Linked DNA regions of Sus scrofa: region 1 is linked to region 2. The links are chromatin contacts, called in public HiChIP or PLAC-seq maps. All regions are on one chromosome and are shown on one strand. The core of a region is the stretch at or near the end of the contact, and the rest is flanking DNA. Distances in the headings are between cores, read along the strand shown.

Region 1 (6,809 bases), core at 4,305-6,804, 290 kb before region 2:
TGCTGCTGTTGCTTATAGTGTTTTATACATATCAATTCCATCCACTTGGTTTCTTCTATATTGTTGCTGATTTTCTTTGTACAAGTTCTGTTAATTACTGAGAAAGAAGTGTTGAAGTTTTCAGCAGTAAGTGTGGATATATAGCTGTTTATTTTTTCAGGTTTTTGTTAGTTTGGATCCTGTTTTTTAGTTCGGATTAAAGAATCAGATTATCAAACTGTATGTTCTAATGTGTGTAGAATGTTTATATTTAGTGTAATTATTAAAATGTTTGTATTTAGGTCCACTGTTTTATCATTTGTTTTCTGTTTCTACCCTCAGTATTTTATTTTATTTCCCCCTTTCTCCTCCTTTTGGGTTATTGAAACTCTTTTATTCATTTTAATTCATCTACTATGTTTTTTGTTTGCTTTTTTAGGGCCACACCTGCCTCATATGGAAGTTCCCAGGCTAAGAGTTGAATCAGAGCTGTAGCCTCCAGCCTATGCCACAGTCACAGCAATGCTGGATCCAAGCCGCATCTGTGACCCACATCGCAGCTCATGGCAGTGCCAGGTCTTTTAACCCACTGAGTGAGGCCAGGGATCAAACCCACGTCCTCATGGATACTAGTTGGGTTCATTACTGCTGAGCCACAACAGGAACTCCTTATCTATTATGATTTTTACTGTTGTCTCTGTACAGCTTTTTTTTAGGGGTTTCTCTAGGATTGCAATATATATGCATATGATTATATATAAAAATAGAATAATAATCATATATATGATTATTTTATAGTTTACAAATGACATTTTACAGTTGGCATTTTATCATTTCAAATGAAATGTTGAAACCTTATTATAATATAGGTCCGTTTACCCTCCCCCTTTATATTATGGCTATATGTTAACATATACATAAATTGAAATTTCCATCACAAAAGTTACAGTTTTTGTTTTCAAGAATTAGCTATTTTAAAACACTCAAAAAGAGAATAATCTTTTATGTTTACCTAGATATTTATGATTCTATTGCTCTTCCTTTACTCCTGATGCACTGAGTTTCCTTCTGATAATCACTTTGCTTTTCTCTGAAATATTTCCTTTAGAACAAATTACTAGACGTGAGTTCTCCTTTTCTTTATCTGAGAATGATTTTTATTTCACCTTCATATATGACGGGTGTTTTCACTGGATATAGAATTCTGGGTTGAGAGTTTCTTTCAGCACTTTCTACTGGCCTTTATGATTTCTGATAAGAAATCTACAGTCATTTAAATTGTTGATTCTGCATAAATAATGTGTTGTTTTCTTCTGGCAGCTTTCAAGGTTTTCTTCTTTGTCTTTTATTTTTAGAAATTTGATTATGATGTGTTTGAGCTCAGACCTTCTTGGTTTTATTCTGAGTTTGCTGAAGATTGGGAGTGTTACAAACAAATACTTCTGAAAAATAGGCAAAGTGTTACATAATTTAAATTAATGAATAACTGATCAAGTTAAATATATTTCCCTATTACCTTATTGACAAGTTAGAATGTTCTTGGAAGGAAACACAAAATAGGATGGTATTTTATTCATTGTTGAGTATTATGTTATTTACAAAAAGGTTTTCACATCTTCTGCCATTCATGAAATTTTCCCAGGAATTCCTTGATGACTTAGTGGGTTAAGGATGCCACATTGCCACTGATGTCACACAGGTTCATTCCCTGGCTCAGGAACTTCCACATGCTATGGGCATGTCCAAAAATAAGAAAGAAAGAAAGAAAGAAAGGAAGAAAGGAAGGAAGGAAGGAAGGAACTTTCCCATAAGTGTTTAATATTATGGTTGGTCTCTTCCAACTGGAATTAGATGTTTCATGGAGATTTTAGTGTTCATTTTGAGGTTTTTGTCAGGGGCTATTAGGTAGTCATTCTGATTTTATCAGCCCTTATACTTATGGATTTTATAACTGATCATCCCAAGTTTCTTTTTGGAGTTTGGCAGGCCAGATTTTGTGTGTCTGTGATGGAATCTTTGACATGCTCCATGGATTTGTTATGATTGCATTGTTTTATGTGAAACCCTTGCATAAGGACTTTTAGTAAAAAGTAATGTATTTATAGTGACATACTTTAAAGTAGTTCCGTAGTATCTGTGGTATAGGATACTAGCTTGTAGTATTTTTTTTTATGGTGGGCCTCTACCTTATTATTTTAGGTAGTATCAAGCCATCAAGTAGTTAATATTTGTTGTCCTTTAAAGGATGTCAGAGGAGGAACTTCATCGCAGCCTTTAAAGAAGTGAATTATTCTAAAAACAATTCAGCTACTATTCAGCATATATTTACTCTTTCATTTTAGCAAATTGCTCTGTCTTAGAGGGCCACAGCTAAGTCATTTGATCAGTTTAGCTTCTGGTAAGAAATTGAATTTTATCAGTGTGACCTAAGCACCTGTTGATACACATGTCAGATCTGGTGTATATCACTTTTCATGTTTAATGTAAAACCCATTAACAAACACTAAAGTCAGGATTTGGTGTACTAGAGAGTCACAAGTTTTGTTTTGGGCTAGGACACTTCTTGAATTATGGAAACACAGTTATGAGATTTTCTTTCAGTATGTATGGTGGTTAGAGTAAGGAGAAAATAACGATATTTCATAGTTATTTAAAGAGTAGAAAATTTAGGGTGGTTTCATTTAGCTATTGGAATTTTTTTTTTTTTTTTTTTTTTTTTCTTCCCTGGCGGCATATGGAAATTCCTGGGCCAGGGATCAAACCTGCACCACAGCAGGACCCAAGATGTCACAGTGACACCACCAGATCCTTAACCTACTGTGCCACAAAAGAATTCCTGGGATATACTACATATGGGAATATTAGTTATAAAGACCTAGTGTGAGCTCTGAAGATGCTTTGACTAATTTAGTCAAGGCCCATGTGGTTTCTCTGAGGCAAGGAAGGTGAGCCTTAACTATTTAGTAAAAGCATAGGAATGGGCAGCAGGTCTTCGGTGCCCTGCTGTCAAGTTGATAGCCCTAGAATGTAACATAACTTTTTCAGTGTAAGTATTCATGTCTAGATCACCTATCATCTGATCATATATAGCAATTTTAGTGCATTTTATTTGGAAACACATCCTGTCTATTAAGTTTGTATATGTTGTGTTACAAAGCATAAAGTGGTATTCTTCTGATAGTAGTCCTAACAGTACTGTTGAGAGGGTAGGACCTGGGACTTGAGTTCTGTTAAGTCAAGGTAAACGTGTGTGTGTGTGTGTGTATCTTTTTAGGCCCACACCTGTGGCATATGGAAGATCACAGGCTAGAGAGTCTAATCAGAGCTGTAGTCACTGGCCCACGCTATAGCCACATCAATGCCAGATCTGAGCCATGTCTGCGATCTACACTAGAGCTCACAGCAACGCCGGATCCTTAACCCACTGAGCAAGGCCAGGGATCGAACCCGTGTCTTCATGGTTACTAGTCGGGTTCATTACCACTGAACCACAATGGGAACTCCTAATCAAAGTAAACTTTACTTCTCTGATGTCTTTTCCAACTTCCTCTAGACTTTCAGTTTGTTTTTTAATTTTCTTTCACCATCTGTTAGAACCAGTTATTTTTACTGAAAGACAAATATTTTTTTCCATTTTCAATTTTTTTTAGCTATTACAAGTCAATTTCTTCCCCTTATCCCCTTCACAACATTTTTTTTTTTAAAAACATAACTTTAAAATTTTACTCTAAAGAATCTGGTGTGCTATAGTAGTGAGATTAATAGGCGATATGTGGAGATATAATGACTGCAGTATAAACAAAAAAGCCGTGGGAATTCCCTTGTAGCACAGTGGGTTAAGTATCTGGCATTGTCACTGTAGTGACCCAGGTTGCTGCAATGGCTCAGATCCTGGCCTGGAACCTCTACATGCCATGGGTGCAGCCAAAAAGAAAAAAAGAAAAAAAATTTAAGCAGTGTTATTATCTATCTATAATTTTATTTTATTGTATTGGTTGTGGCATATAGCAGCTTGAATGTAGGATCTCAGTTCCCAGATCAGGGATTGAACCCAGGCTGCAGTGGCGAAAGTGCCTAGTCTTAACCTTAGGCCACTAGGGAGCTCCCTGTCTATAATTTTAGATAATTTCCCCCCTCTGAAAGTTTAGAGGAAGGGCACAGCATTGTCGGAGGCTAATGTCTCTCTTGGAGCAGCATCTTAAACAAATTGTGGATGGTCGACCTTTTGTGTTTTAGCCACTATGAGACAATGGTTCTTTTCATGGCCCTTTTGCTTGTATTTTGAAGTACCCTTATCTAAACCTTTTAAATCTTAGAAGACAGATGTTTTGGTTGTTTTATCTAGAGAGCCAGAAATTATTAATTTCCAGTTTTTAAAGCTCTCTGGAAATGTCTAGTCATAAATTAAATATTTTCTTAATTGGTGGTTTTATATGTTAACTTATTTTGATTAAATCTTTTTATTCAACTTTGACCCTATTTATAGTAACAGGACAATATATACTCTTTGCTTTAGCTGTTGGGTACAACCAAGAATACAGTTTTAATGTTTTTTCATCTTTATTTAGTTTGCAGTTTTGAATCTTTCTTATATATTACCTTAAATGAAAGTCTACTAAAATGGCCTGATGGGTTTTCTTTCTTTTCAGGTGTTAGCAGTTGAGTTAGTTAAATCTCTTTTGTACTTCGCTGAATGTTTCTGTATCTGAGGACCTAATAATTAATTGAACTAGTCAGTACAGATCTGGAGTCGAGTGCAGTGGTATCTAACAAAGTTCTGCATTCTGTAGCAAATTTCCATCTTCCTAAACTTGATGAAAATCCTTAATTATAGCCCTTAATTTGGATCTATCCTTGTGTTTTAATTTAACTGCTATAGACTTGGCTTTTGGCCCAGTAATTTTACAGTATAATTTCATTTTTTTGAGAAAATGTTGAAGAAAGAGTGACACATACAGAAAGTAAGATGAAACCTAGTAGAAAGAAAATTTCAATAATGGTAAGTTTCAGAAAAATTAAAGGTTTTGAGATAAATCATTTTTAAATTAAAATTTTGTTTTGAGGTCTCATCATACCAGCTGAAAAAGCTATTGGCTGTTTCATGTTTTATCTTTTTTTTTTTTTTTTTTTGCTGCACCTGTTGTCATGTGGACGTTCCCCTTGCCAGGAATTGAATCTGAGCCCCAATGGTGACCTATACCACAGCTGTGGCAATGCAGGATCCTTAACCCACTGCACCAGGCCAGGGATTAAACCCACACTGAGCCACTATAGTCAGATTCTTAACCCACTGTGCCACAGTTGGAACTCCTGTTTCCTAATTTTTTGAGCTCGTTTTAGACATATTAATTATTGATTTTAGCATATCAGAAGTTTCCCCTAATGGCCAGTGTTGTCCTAAGTTAAAACTTTCTTTGCCATTTACTAAGGAAAGTGCAAGAGTTAGGATTATATACAATTTTATATAAGAAGCCAAAGTTCCTTCAGAAGGAGGTTTGACACTTTGACACAGGGTGACACATAGAGGCCACTTTGGCTGGCCAGTAGTGTGTGTGTGTGTGAATGACACTTTAGGTCATGTGACAAGCAGAGGCTCAGAAGTGTCATGTGATCAGAGAACTGGCAATCATTGACTGCAGAATGCAGATTAATTAAGTAACCTTTTTCACAAACAGCAAGATAAGGACTGCCCTCATGAGAAGCACAATTTCTGTATAACATAAAATATATTTATTGGCTATGTACTTTTTTCTCTCACCATAAATTCAGGGTGTTTTAAATACATTCTGATTATGTCTGGAAATCATTTATAGATGTTGTCATTTTTTGAATGTTATAAATTCACTTTCAAGTTTGTACCATCAAAACAGAAGCAAAACCACAGGTGTTCTGAGATGATTCTGCCGAACAAAGAACAATCCAGTAACAGTTGTAGCTTAAGCATGTCAGTGTTAACGTGAAACTAAAATAAGATCATATGCCAGCCTTGTTTTAAATCTTGATTTTAACTTTTGATTATAGGCATTCCTTTGGAAATGAGTTGCACAATTGAGAAGGCATTGGCTGATGCTAAAGCCCTTGTTGAAAGATTGAGAGACCATGACGATGCAGCGGAATCTTTGATTGAGCAAACCACAGCTCTCAGCAAGCGAGTAGAAGCTATGAAGCAGGTTGGATCTTTTTTTCTTTCTTGTTGATTCCATTTTTAAAAAGCGGTCATTGACATTTATGTGTCGCTTACATCGTAAACTTCTGCTCAATTAGTATTTCACTATTTTTGTTAATGTTCTCTAAAATTTTAAAGTAGCTTGACTTGTATGTTTCAGTTTAGACTTGTCAAGTTTGGGTGACATGTATTTGTATATAGATGTTCTAAAACTTATAGACTTGATCACTTATTTTTCTGACAGGAATGCACATTTGAGTTTAGAAAATATATGCATTTTTCAGGTCTAGATATATTTGACAAAGACCAGATAATCTTTTTACCAATATGGACATATATTTTGCTCTGTCTCCTATTTTTATAATGTAGAAATGTTATATTTTTCTTTATAAAAGTATTTAGATAAAAACAAGTATTTAGGTGATGCTACTTAACAGTAAAGTAGTTTCTGAAAGTGATGCAAAGCAATATCTGGTTTACACCTGTTGCCATTACTGCATCCCTGTTTGCTGCCTTATTTTTCATTTAATGCTGCCAATTAAAGAAGAAATAAAAAGGACTTCATTTCTTGTTATCCTTACTGCTGTATTGAAGAACTTTACAGTGTGCCATGGAGTTGAGCTGACATTTTAGGCCCGCTTTTGATAAAGATTTTCAACTCTAA
Region 2 (6,718 bases), core at 1,760-4,259:
GTTGTCCTTGTTTATCTTGCTAAGCTAATTTGACTTGTTGTACACGCTATGAACAATTTTAAACAAGTAGTATGGGAGTTCCTGTTGTAGCTTAGCAGTAATGAACCTGACTAGTATCCATTGGGTTCGATCCCTGGCCTTGCTCAGTGGGTCAGTGGGTTGAGGATGTGGTGTTGCCATGAGCTGTGGTGTAGACCGCAGACTCAGCTCGGATCCCTTGTTGCTGTGGCTGTGGCTGTGGTGTAGGACGCTGGCTGCACCTCCGATTCGACCCCTAGCCTGGGAACTTTCACAGCCCTTAGAGGACCAAAAAAAAAAAAAAAAGTTATGTTATCAGCTTTCTTATTATAGAAAGATTTAGAATAGTCAGCAGAGGAATAAGTTTATGATATTAAAGTAATTGGTGCAGTTTTAGACATAACGAGGCTCAAGCAGTAAATTGAGGTATAAACCCAATAAGGCAATGGTAGAGCTGGGAATTTGCTATAGTTAAAGTGTTTGCTTTTCCACCTGTTTTTGACTTGTTTGGTAATGACATGGTTCATTCCATTATCCCGGAGTCTAGTCCAGTTCACGTCCATATCCAGGGGGTTTGTGTCTTAATGTAATTAAGAAGTGGGTACTGGGGAGTAGGTGGCAGATCTGGAGGAATAGTTTTCAGCTAAGACTGAAGCATTGGATGGCCACCCTGGCAACCTGGATCTTCTCTAGGATACTCTGTCTCCACGTGCATAAGCAAAAAACCTCTTTATTATGTGGAGCCACTCTAGTTTTTTTCTAGTCCAGACATGAACTATGTAGGCAAGTCTTTTGGGTCAGTGCCTACCAGTAGGAGCCCCCAAAGATCAGTCTGTTTCTCCATATGAAGCAGTCATTTTCTACATTTCTCATCTTGTCTAATTGTCCACATTATCTTCTTTAAACCATTACTTTGTTGGACTGGCCCAGTGGTTTTTAAAAATTGGCACTTAAATGGCTTTAAGTAGACACACAGTGTCCAGTTAAGGCTACAAAACTTCCCTGCTGTCACCTGGCTTGCTTCATACATTTGTGTTTCCTACCTGGTTCCTCCAGGCATTTGAGTTTCATCTGAAAATGCAATGGGCCTTCCAGTCTGGAGTAGTATACTAGACCTCGTCATAGCACTATTACAGGATTCAAAATGAAATAGGGCATCCATGGACTCCATCCAAAGGGGCTTGTTTCTAAAAGTGGTTTTTCCCTAAAACATATCCCCATAAAAACTGCTGTTGACTGATGTTTATGTACATATTTGAGGTAACACGTCTTGACTCATAGAATTTACATGGCAGAGGCTTCTTTCTAAACTTATGTTTATTGGGAACATAAGTATTAGCAAAATCTTGTGGATTTTATTTAGTAATCAGTAAAATAATACAAAATAAATTGACCCTTTATTTTGAATACTTATTGAATATGACCCTTGATAAATAAGTGTCAGTATTACGTGTCTATTGCCACTGCTGCTTCTTTACCCTTGGTTTTGCCAGCACAGAATTCACTTTTGTTGTTTTGGGGGAAGTGCCTCTTTCTTTGCTAGCATATAATCCATAATACAAAAGACTCAAACGTCTTAACTGTTAGAGGACAAGTTTGCATAGTAGAAATTAACCATTTCTAGAGTTTGTTTAAAGGGACAGAAAGTTTTTTTCTACTGAACAATTTGTGTCTCTCTGTTCTAGTTTCTGTTACTATGGCAATGACGGCAGGGACTACTGCTACCACCTTTCCTATGAGCAACCATACCCGGGAAAGAGTGACTGTGGCCAAGCTCACACTGGAGAATTTCTACAGCAACCTAATTTTACAGCATGAAGAGAGAGAAACCAGGTACAGAAAAGGCTGGTCAAAATTTTCTGTGTAGTTAATAATTTTCTTGTTATGCTGCAGGTGGGGAGTAAACACCCTGTCCATTAATAATACAAATATTGTGGAAACCTGTATGCTGTCTTTAGGTTTCCTGAGAGTGTACCTTGTTACTTGTTTTACTTTCATAGAGTAGTATCTTGTCCTGTGCACCCATATACTTGTATCACAGGTCAGTTGGTGTTTTAAAGAAAACTTTTCTACCTATGAAATTCTGACATACCTTTATACTTTCTTTTAGAAGGGAGCTTAATGAATAACTGCCTTTAACCCAAAAGGATTCACAGTGTTGTGTGTATATCAGTGGGAACGGGAGAATTTTAAAAATGAGTCAAATGTTATTTTGCCTTCAGGAAACTTACAGCAAGAGAGACAATGCACATAAATATTACATGAAAGGGTGAAAAGTATGCCCTTTGGGAAGGGCAAGGATGGGAGAGATTGTTTTTGACAGAGGCAGCTGGGAAGGCTTCATAAATGGTGGTGACATTTAAACGGGGCTCCAAAGGGAGAGTACTGTTTATGTATGCAGAAAGGGGAGAAGAAAGAGGTGAAAGAGCAGGAGGAAGGATATTAGAGGCGGAAGAAACCACCTTCAGTGCCCTTCAGGCACTGTCTAATTTCGCTCCAGCTGGGTTTTACCATTTCCTGAGAGCTTTGGATGCTTTGTTAGTGGAGCTTTTCTCATGCCAGTAAAGAGCCTTGAAAACTTTCAAAAAGAAGATTTAAATGGTCACAGGTGTTTCTCTGGGAGACTACTTTAGTTGTGATGGACAGAATTGATTGTGGGAAGAGGAATTAGGAACAGGAAAGGCTAGTGCTGTAGCCCAGGCCAGTGGAAAGGAGGCTTGCTTTCGGATTATGACAGCAATAATAGAGAGGAACTGAGTGAGAAAGACAGAAAAAACATAGCAACTACCCAAATATGGAGTGCAAGAAAAATAAGTTAATGCTGGCTCCGAAATCTCACACTTGGGCATACCGAGAGTGGCACAATTAGCGAACTAGGACTGTAGAGGAAGAATCTGGTTTTGAACATAATTTTGGGCAGGTCTAACTGATTAGATGTGGCTGGAGAGAGAATTAGAACTAGAAAATGAAACCAAAGTAACTACTCAGAAGTCAACTAGGAAATAAGAAAGAGAGCTAAGCAACATGGAGGACAGTGAGGAGAGCAAACATATCTTTGATCAGAGTTCCAAAGGAAGAGAAGAAGGAGAAGGGAACAGAGAGAGGCAAGTTAAATGAAGCATATGCCATCTGCAGAAATTCCAGAAGATTTAACTTAACTTAGGTGGAGGGAACATAGTCACAAACAGAAAATCTAACTGTAAACATGTGAATGATTCTCAACAAAAACTGTATAAAAAATCAGCAATTGAGATCTTGCCATGGCGCAGTGGAAACGAATCCAACTAGGAACCATGAGGTTGCAGGTTCGATCCCTGGCCTCATTCAGTGGGTTAAGGATCTGGCGTTGCCATGAGCTGTGGTGTAGGTTGTAGACTTGACTCGGATCCTGTGTTGCTGGACTGTAGCGTAGGCTGGCAGCTGTAGTTCCAATTTGACACCTAACCTTGGACCCTCCATATGCCATGGATATGGCCCTAAAAAGCTAAATAAATAAATAAATAATAAAAATTAAAAATTGCAATTCTCACTCAAAAAAAACCCAGCAGTATTGATAATGTCTTATGTATGTATGTACGTATGTATGTATGTATTTGCTTTTTAGGGCCACAAGTGTGGCATATGGGGCCAGCCTCTGCCACAGCCACAGCAATGCCAGATTTGAGCAGCTTCTGTGACCTGCACCACAGCTCACAGCAACACACTGGATTCTTAACCCACTGAGTGAGGCCAGGGATCGAACCATGTTCTCTTGGATACTGGTCAGGTTCATTATAGCTAAGCCACAATGGGAACTCCTTTTTTTTTTTAATGTCTTATGTATTTTTTCAAAAAGTATTAAAGTGTTTTTGTGTAGTAGACTCTTAGTTAGGAGGGAAGTAAGTGGAATTAAATTATTCTTAAGAGGATCATTGACTCTGTGGATAGTGGATACAACATAGCTAGGGAAAATTGATTAATTTCAGGCTTTGACAAATTAAATGTACACGTAATTTTTAGGGTAGCCTCTAAAGGAATAAAAATAGAGTTTGTAACTTTGAAACTAATAGAAGGAAAAAAATGGATGGGGAAAAATAAATTCAGAAGGCGGCAAGTGAAAAAGAAAAACTGAAATACCAACGAGCAAGCACAAGTAGAAATTGCACCATAAGTGAGAAATAAATCCAGACACATAAAAAACTATGTCAACTGTAAATGTAATGAATGTCTCTGAAAGTGGTCAGATCATCAAAGGAGATGGAATAAAGTAAAAGAAAGGAAGGAAAGCCCTAGATTTTTTCAATAGTCACTTAAATTATTCATCAGAATTTTAAAGGGTCATTGTCTTTTTATTGCTGAAACCTTAAAGTAATTCTGTTTTGCCCTCTGTTCCCAAACAAAGGAAAGTAGGAATAAAAGAATCTACTGTTGTTTAAAAAGAAAAAAGCAATCTCATCTTTATGGTGCCATGGAAGTTAAATAATCAGCTTATATTTTCTAAAAGCTTTTTTTTTTTTTTTTGTCTTTTTTTGCTATTTCTTGGGCTGCTCCCGCGGCATATGGAGGTTCCCAGGCTAGGGGTCGAATCGCAGCTGTAGCCGCCAGCCTATGCCAGAGCCACAGCAATGCGGAATCCGAGCCTTGTCTGCAACCTACACCACAGCTCACGGCAATGCCGGATCGCTAACCCACTGAGCAAGGGCAGGGACCGAACCCACAACCTCATGGTTCCTAGTTGGATTCATTAACCGCTGCGCCACGATGGGAACTCCTAAAAGCTTATACTTTAGGAAAACACATGACATTTTAAGGCTTACCTAATTGAGTAAATGCCAATAAAGTACCAGTAAGAATAGAGCATAAGCTTATTTAGAGGTAAAGTCTCTTTTAAAGTGGTATAGGAAAAGTCCGTGAGTCTTCCTATTTAGGCCTGGAAATGGATGAAAGTCCTTGCATCTCTCCTCATAAGGATGGGAGATTTACTGAAGTTTTAGCTTTCACACAGATTGAGGAAAGGGGGCAGTAGGGATTTGACAGAAGAATAAATCTGCTTGTGTACTGATAGTGCCTCCTAGGTTAATGGTCCTCTCACTCTGTGGATTCTTCCTGCAGAGGAGAAAACCCAGATCATTGAACAAGCAGCTCTGTGCATAAAGGCAGACACAGGATCCAGTATTGGCCTAGCCCATTCAAAGGGTTGGGCTTGGGCAAATAATATAGCAACAAAAGATAACTGTGTAAACAAAAAATCAGTGTGATTAGTGCCAAGGTGGGTGCTTATTACTAGACTCAAGGAAGTGACTGAACTATATATATACACACACACACACGCATATGTATTTATTCATTTATTTATTTTGTCTTTTGTCTTTTTAGGGCCACACGGGCGCGGCATATGGAGGTTCCCAGGATAGGGGTCTAATTGGAGCGATGGCTGCCGGCCTACACCACAGCCCCAGCAACGCTGGATCCGAGCTGCATCTGCAACCTACACTACAGCTCACAGCAACGCCGGATCCTTAACCCACTGAGCGAGGCCAGGGATCAAACCCACAACCCCATCGTTCCTAGTTGGATTCGTTTCCACTGTGCCACGACAGGAACTCCAAGATTTTTTTTTTTTTTTTTTTTTGTCTTTTGTTGTTGTTGTTGCTATTTCTTGGGCCACTCCCGCGGCATATGGAGGTTCCCAGGCTAGGGGTTGAATCGGAGCTGTAGCCACCGGCCTACGCCAGAGGCACAGCAACGCAGGATCCGAGCCGCGTCTGCAACCCACACCACAGCTCACGGCAACGCCGGATCGTTAACCCACTGAGCAAGGGCAGGGACCGAACCCGCAACCTCATGGTTCCTAGTCGGATTCGTTAACCACTGCGCCACGACGAGAACTCCCAAGATATTTTTTAAAGGAACTTTCCATTAAAAATAGGGGATCTTAACAGCAGTTTAGGGAAAGATTACTTTTGGACAGACTGTCATAAACAACAAATACCAAAACATTTGTATGATGGTTTCAGTCCTCAACCCTTGTACTCATTTGGCTAAGTCTTTGAAAGTTAGTCTAATTCTGGTACACTCCAGAACTAATTAGGAAGAGCTCTCCTGGTACCAGTACCAATACAGTGGAAATAAAATAGCAATATTCGCTTAGAAATGAGTTGCAAAATGTGTACCACAGCTATCTCTCTAGTTACTAGCTACTTCATCCATACTGCCTAACCCCCGGCCCCACTTAGCTTAAGTAAAGTCAAGGGTGCATTTTAAAGTACTGAATGACTGAACTTGGCTATTCCTGTAAAACCAAATGTTCTGGTAATTAATGTGTTTTTTTTTTTATGTGCATATATGACTTTTCAGTTTTCCAAGAAATAGAATAGAGTAAAATATTCTTAATTGCATTGAACCTCTGTCCTTGATTAGTGGGGGAAATCAACTTTAGAGTTTAGGTGAAGGACTTAGACATCAGCTAATAAGTGTTAAAACCAAGAGTCAAGCACAGGGATATGCACCTTAGAAATGTTTACGTTTAGTCACTATTGTTACCTTTTTAAACACATCTAGTATAAACACTGATAAATGTGAGTGATTTTGGACGTTTGAACATGGGTAACAGAGTTTTCTGTATTAGAACATGAGTCACCTTGGCTAACAATTCATTAAGCAGCTTTAGAAGTAAATTTTTCATTTGGCTAGTATGAGACAGCTAAATCTGGACTGGGTT

Evidence for each region. HiChIP or PLAC-seq counts read pairs in DNA pulled down with a chosen protein or histone mark.
Region 1: a contact with region 2 is called in an H3K27ac HiChIP or PLAC-seq map of alveolar macrophages. The contact joins two enhancer-like sites. A contact is called at or near these places in 2 of 47 Hi-C or Micro-C datasets (both in embryonic fibroblasts) and 2 of 2 datasets of contacts at active chromatin or transcription factors (alveolar macrophages and skeletal muscle).

What each region holds. Positions count from the first base shown.
Region 1 is chr5:46,807,411-46,814,219 of Sscrofa11.1, reverse strand. It overlaps FGFR1OP2 (FGFR1 oncogene partner 2), which reads left to right. Exons shown (of 6, transcript XM_005664032.3): 2 at 6,001-6,149. The coding sequence starts at 6,015. Among named protein-coding and RNA genes, the nearest start is that of FGFR1OP2, 13 kb to the left of the region's middle. Within about 2 kb of position 5,554, at least 4 of the 83 cell types and tissues checked have an H3K27ac peak or open chromatin away from gene starts, as enhancers often do. A contact at or near this core is called in alveolar macrophages, where this site is marked.
Region 2 is chr5:46,516,197-46,522,914 of Sscrofa11.1, reverse strand. STK38L (serine/threonine-protein kinase 38-like) reads left to right here. Exons shown (of 15, transcript XM_021092164.1): 3 at 1,704-1,851. The coding sequence starts at 1,715. Among named protein-coding and RNA genes, the nearest start is that of ARNTL2, 37 kb to the right of the region's middle. Within about 2 kb of position 3,009, at least 4 of the 83 cell types and tissues checked have an H3K27ac peak or open chromatin away from gene starts, as enhancers often do. A contact at or near this core is called in alveolar macrophages, where this site is marked.